2 separate regions of the Triticum aestivum genome follow, and region 1 is linked to region 2. A link is a contact called in public Hi-C data. All regions are on one chromosome and are shown on one strand. Each heading gives the region's core, a stretch centred on a gene start, on an enhancer-like site or on the middle of the called end of the contact. The rest is flanking DNA. Distances are from core to core; before and after follow the strand shown. Region 1 holds the start of LOC123134175 (protein trichome berefringence-like 7). Region 2 holds the start of LOC123134164 (NAC domain-containing protein 13).

What was found. A called contact is a pair of places that touch in the nucleus more often than the background predicts.
Region 1: a Hi-C map of leaf shows a contact between it and region 2, with 3 times the contacts expected there. The contact joins the promoter of LOC123134175 here to the promoter of LOC123134164 in region 2. A contact is called at or near these places in 1 of 5 Hi-C or Micro-C datasets (leaf) and 1 of 1 datasets of contacts at active chromatin or transcription factors (leaf).

What each region holds. Positions count from the first base shown.
Region 1 is chr1B:491,435,649-491,438,723 of IWGSC CS RefSeq v2.1, forward strand. It overlaps LOC123134175 (protein trichome berefringence-like 7), which reads left to right and starts at 1,373. Exons shown (of 4, transcript XM_044553478.1): 1 at 1,373-2,534. The coding sequence starts at 1,708.
Region 2 is chr1B:491,046,384-491,049,217 of IWGSC CS RefSeq v2.1, forward strand. LOC123134164 (NAC domain-containing protein 13) reads right to left here and starts at 1,526. Exons shown (of 5, transcript XM_044553473.1): 1 at 1,311-1,526; 2 at 1-211.

The DNA of each region.
Region 1 (3,075 bases), core at 123-2,622, 390 kb after region 2:
TTCATGCCTTCATCACATGTAATCATGCTAGAAATACTTGGGTGAACATGAAATTTAGACGGCCACTACCAAGTGATGATCAATTGTTGAATACCGAGAAGGAATGGCTGATGATGGTTGCGACATGGTTATTATGCATGCCTGACGTTGTTGGCAACTATATAAAATCCAAACACATGACAAGGAAGTACCTCCCATTGATACAAAAGCAGAATTCCCTGACAATTACTAAATGCCGTTAAGTTGGCGCATCATTTTTCTCTGAAGGAGGTCATTAAAGGTATAAAATGCTAGCGCCCGGCGAGATAGTGGCTCCTGAGGAGAAGACTTGTGTGCTTGAACCGCCGTGGCCGCCCATGCCGGGCGGATATGGTGCTCTCTCTCTCTCTCTCTCTCTCTCTCTCTCTCTCTCTCTCTCTCTCTCTCTCTCTCTGGCTCCTTCATGGAGTCAGGTGGTTCATCAGCTACATGTATGGTTCTCAGAGACAGTGCTGGGAGTGTCATTTGTGCCGCTTATCGCTTTATCTTCCGTTGCAATGATTCTTTGGAGGTAGAAGTTCGTGCTCTCATGCAAGGGATGGCTGACACTCTCAGTCGTTGTCCGGTCGGATTTCTCTGAAGCGCTATCTATATTATCAAGTGATGGACTGAATTGCTCAGCATATGGACACCTCTGGAGATTAAAGACTTGATGTGAGGAAGGGAGTTTATTCCACAGAAAATTCACCGGTCAAGATAGAGTTAAACATCGATTGACCAACTATAGCGACATCGAGAGTAGCACTAATACGTGGTTACACTCGGTCCCCCCTTGTATCGAGGTTGTGTGGCGTCTCGACTGTAAAACTGTGATCTCATGAAATAAATAAAATCTCTTTACCCTGAAGAAAAAAACATGTGAACAAAAAGGCAGCCAGCAATGCACTGCCAGTATGCAGGCGCAACCGAAGTCCTACTTGACAACATTAAAATATTTTATCCATCCAGCGAGGAAACACATCTCAGATGTTTGCTGCTGTCTGCCACGGAGAATCCTTTGAAGTATCACAGTCTGGTAGTCTCCATTCTCTTTTCTTATATGCCTCTCTCGTCACTCGGTGGTTGTCCGTACCTGCCGATCAAATCTGTAGATAGAGCAGAAAAATAGAATGGACGAATGATAATCGGAGCACCAAAAAGGTTCACATCAGGTGGGCAAGCTGTCCGTTCGAGTATTCTTCCCGCAACAAAAAGAGTACCACCGCCACGTACGAGCGCAGATCGGCCAGTCACAGAAGCCTTCTGCGCCCCCCCGTAACCCGTACACAGCAGCGCGCCACCAACGTGCCCCCCTCAAAAAAAAAAAACGTGCCCCCCGCATCTCCACTTCGCTCCCGGGTCCCGGCCACGCGGGCCACCCAAACTCCAAACCCCACACGTCAGTGACAGCAGCCGCAGATCGCACCCGCCCTCCCTACCCGCCGCCCGAGCCAGCAACCGCCTCCCCCTCGCCGTGCCCGGGACCCCCCCGCCCCGCCGTGAGGTTTATACAGAGTTTGCGAGTCAACTCGCGCCACCGCGCCACCGCCACCGCCACCACGCGCGCGGAGACGTCTCCCCCCCAGGGCGGTTGTGACGTGGCGTGGTCTGGTCTCCGCGCGGTTCCACTCCGGCGGGGCGGGCCGATTTGGCGGGTCAAGGGATGGGAGATCTGGCGGCGGGCGGGAGATGGTGAGCGCCAGCACTAGCCGGAGCGGCTCGGGTCGCGTCGCTCGGCAGGGCGGCGGCGGCGCCCTGCCCGGGAGCCCGCGGGTGTCCGCGGCGGCGGCGGCGCAGCGCAGGTGGTGGGGGGCCTCGGGCCCGTCGCTGGAGCGAGTCGCCCTCGCCTTCTGCGTCGCCTCCGTGGCGCTCGCGCTCTCCTGCGCGCTCTACCTCTACGTCCTCCGCTACCTGGGGCGGGGGCAGGCCGTCGCCGGGTTCGTCGGGGAGGACCTCGGGGCGTGCGACGTGTTCGACGGCAACTGGGTCCCCGACGCGACCTACCCGCTCTACAACAGCTCCGAGTGCCCGTTCGCGGAGAAGGGGTTCAACTGCCTGGCCAACGGCAGGGAGGACACCGGCTACCTCAAATGGCGGTGGAGGCCGCGCCGCTGCGACGTGCCGAGGTTCACCGCCGGCGCCGCGCTCGAGCGGCTCAGGGGGAAGCGTGTCGTCTTCGTCGGTGACTCCATGAGCCGCACGCAGTGGGAGTCCTTCATCTGCATGCTCATGCCCGGGGTGGAGGATCCCAAGACCGTCTACGAGGTGAACGGGAACGAGATCAGCAAGACCATACGGTTCCTCGGGGTGCGGTTCGCGTCATTCGACCTCACTGTGGAATTCTTCCGGTCCGTGTTCCTTGTCGAGCAGCGCCCTGCGCCCAGGCATGCGCCCAAGAGGGTCAAATCGACCCTGAGGCTGGACAAGATGGATAATATCAGTCGGAAATGGGTGAACGCCGACGTTCTGATTTTCAACACCGGGCACTGGTGGACTCCCACCAAATTGTTTAATACGTAAGATTTCTTGCTCTGTTTTGCTATGCTCGTTTAGTTCTAATTCTAACCATGATAAATGTGTGTTTTCAGTACTGTATAAGTATCTTGTTCATCTTCTCATATTTCACTAAAATCGTATTTAATGCGTGTGTATATGTAATTAGTTGAATTGGGCACAAAAACAGTATGAATAGGTAATACAAACTCCATTTCAATGATGTTTCCTACTTTAAGTATTTGTATCCCAAGGATCCATTTGCCATCCCTGTGGATTATGAATTTGGTTAAGTTTGTTTTAGGTAACTGGGTGTTTGGCTACCTGTTTTTTTTTCCTATCAAGTTGCAAACAAATATGTATCTGCATTCCTGAACATATGAGATGAAATTTGAGAGGAAACACATTTAATTCACTTTTACTTAGCAGATTAATAGGATTTTGTACAACTTCTTTCTGATATCAACTTAAAAAATTAAGTACAGCGAGAACAACACAACAACCGCTAGCTTGAGCCTAACTCAGCTCTTGCTTCTATGCACCTCAAATCAAATGTATACATGG
Region 2 (2,834 bases), core at 276-2,775:
CTGAACTCAGATGAGAAGTTTGAGTCTTGCCAATTAAACCAACTACCACTGATTCACATGATAGGAAGTATTCACACAAAACTCCAGATGATCCACTTGTATCAAGTGAAGTCCCGGAATTTTATGCAATATATGAACCAGAAGTAGCACGAGAGGAAATAAGGGGATCCCTCGCTGACTTCAAAAGACATGAGTGACTAAGATCAAAAACCTGCAAGACATTAGTAATCATCATCAGAAGGGAAAAACTTAAACAGCAGAAGAATATACAGAATACGTATTGTTCTATGTTTTATCCAGATAAACAAGGTGAATCTTCCCATCCAAATAACTAAAGTCCTAGGAAGCAAAGAAAAGATTGCATATATAGGAAGTGAATTTTACGTTGTTCACAGCTCACAGTGAAATACCACATTAACAAGGTGAATGAATCTAACCTACAACGTGGCTTTGAGGAGGAAATAGAGAGAATTTTAGTATATTTCATAAGCTCTGATGTAACTCAAGAAAAAACTACAGGATCTTTCAACAAAAGGAAAACTGCAAAAAGGATCATACATGACTTAATACAGCACTGCAGTTAGATAACCAAATATCAAGCTACTGTGAGCACCTAATATATTTTCACCAAGATAACATAGCCCAAAATATCAACCTTAACCCAAACCACATTAGTGCAACAGAAATAAAAATATATAATAAGCACATTAGCAGGTAGATGCATCTAACCTACCATCTAATCATAACTTACAGGCTTTGTGGAGCAAATCACTTGAATTTATGATAATTCGTAGGTACAGATGATATTAGTAATCAAACAAAAGTTCCCACAAACGAAAAAACTTCGGGAAGTCTCCTGGAAAACACTGCCTTGGAACAGTTCCGGACCATTAGGTCAACGATCTAAGGGAATCCACCAATCCATCACAAGGCACTCAAAGGAATCGAACCTAAATAAACGCCGAACAATGTAATTCCCGACCAAATCTAAAACTTTCGCGAAGCTGCTACAATATCCAGTCGCATAACCCCAAATCAGCGCGTAGATCGACCGATCGATCGACGACAAACCCTAATCGGCCGGAAGCTTCGACCGACGGAAGACCAGACCAATCCGTGCGGCGATTGCGTTAACAACCACCGCGGAATCGACGGATCGGACGCAGATCGCCCGATTTGACCATCGGATCGACACGAACCACGACTAACGACCGCGCGCTAATCGGCCCCGATCTACCCGGATTTCGCAGAAACTACAAACGCGGTCGATCGATCGAGGGGGTTGGGGGGAGATCGGGAGGGGCGCTTACGAGAAAGAACCGGGGAAGCCAGCAGGACGATGGGGGAGGCCGAGGGGGAGGAGGTGAGCGCCGCCGTCTGGTCAATGGTGGAGGAGATGAGGTGAGGTTTGGGGGGAAGCAATCTCGCGTTGCGGGGTGCGGGGCTCTTTTATACCGAAAAACGCCGGGGGCGTGGTGCTGGGCCGGGACACTGACTGCCTGGGCCCGCCGGTCCGGGAGCGTATTTTTTAATCCCCTGCACTCGTCGTGCGCTTCGCGGAAACTTCCGCTGCACGCGAGGATTGCCAAATATTTCCTGGCCCGAAAGTCCAGCCCGGGCGTTTGACCTGCTTCTCTATTGGCTGTGAGTTTTTTTTAAGAGGGAAAGGGTGAGAATATTTGGGGATGGCGGGGTTAAATGCGTAATTACTTCCATGCTTCGGTAGTTACGATGCGATTTCTGTTGTTTGGTTTCTCTGTCGTGTCACGGAGCCGCACGTTGCTGATGAGTGGGGCCACACCGCTCGGGACGTGCCTGCCGTGACACGTTGGGTCGTTGGACTCTTGGGGAGAAAGGCCAGCAGCACGACGCGAGTTTGAGATGTTCCGGGGTCGTTATCGTGTCAGACCGAGCATCATCCGACGCCACACAAGCAAGGGTGCTCGCCCTTTTCGTTCAGGAACATTCGACTGTTGTTGAGGTTCTCCTCTCTGGTTAATTCCTTTTGAGGATTGTGTTCCTTTTTTGGTCTGGCCGCTCGGTCGGTCCACCGTGATTCCACGAACAAACATATTCACACGGCCCTGTGAACATGTCCTTTCTCCTTTGGGTACTACTCATTCTTCGGCAAGATTACATTCTGCATTGTACGAAGTTTGACCACGATTGGTGTCTTACTCTTTATTTTTCTTTCTCCTACAATAGTAGTACTGGACGCTGACATGGAAGGGCTGGGCCCCGACCAATGTCAAAATGTTTGTGTGACTCGCCAAGCAAGACCGATGTTGGACGCCGGAGAGATTAGCCAAGCGGGTATTGGCTCACCCTCCTCGCTGTGTCCTATGTAGCTAAGACTTTGAGGACATCCACCACCTCCTTGCCGCCTGCGTCTTCTCTTTATTTTTCTTTCTCCTACAATAGTAGTACTCCTCTTCCTTTAGTCAAAAGTTGTCCTACTTTTCATCGATAGTCTCGTTTCACCTTCTTCTCTTGCCCTTTGACACCAGTTGATCATAAAAGATGAGAGCAATGTAAGATATATCAAGGTGACATTCTCAGAAAGAAAAAAGATATATTGAGGTGACATAATCGCACTGAGCGAATGTTCGGCCTCCACACAGAATGATGCACACAACCAGCGAATGTCTGGCCTTCATATAGCACGATGCACACAACCAGTGATGGAGCTACAACGAAAAGGTTGGGTCGGCCAGAGAGCACGCTTTTTCCATTATGTGTTGTGTTGTGCTATGCTGAAGCGACCGGTGTCTGCTCCTGAGCTCCTCCGCTACATGCGTTTTCCCATGAAGGAGTGCTACGCATGTGAGGCGGAT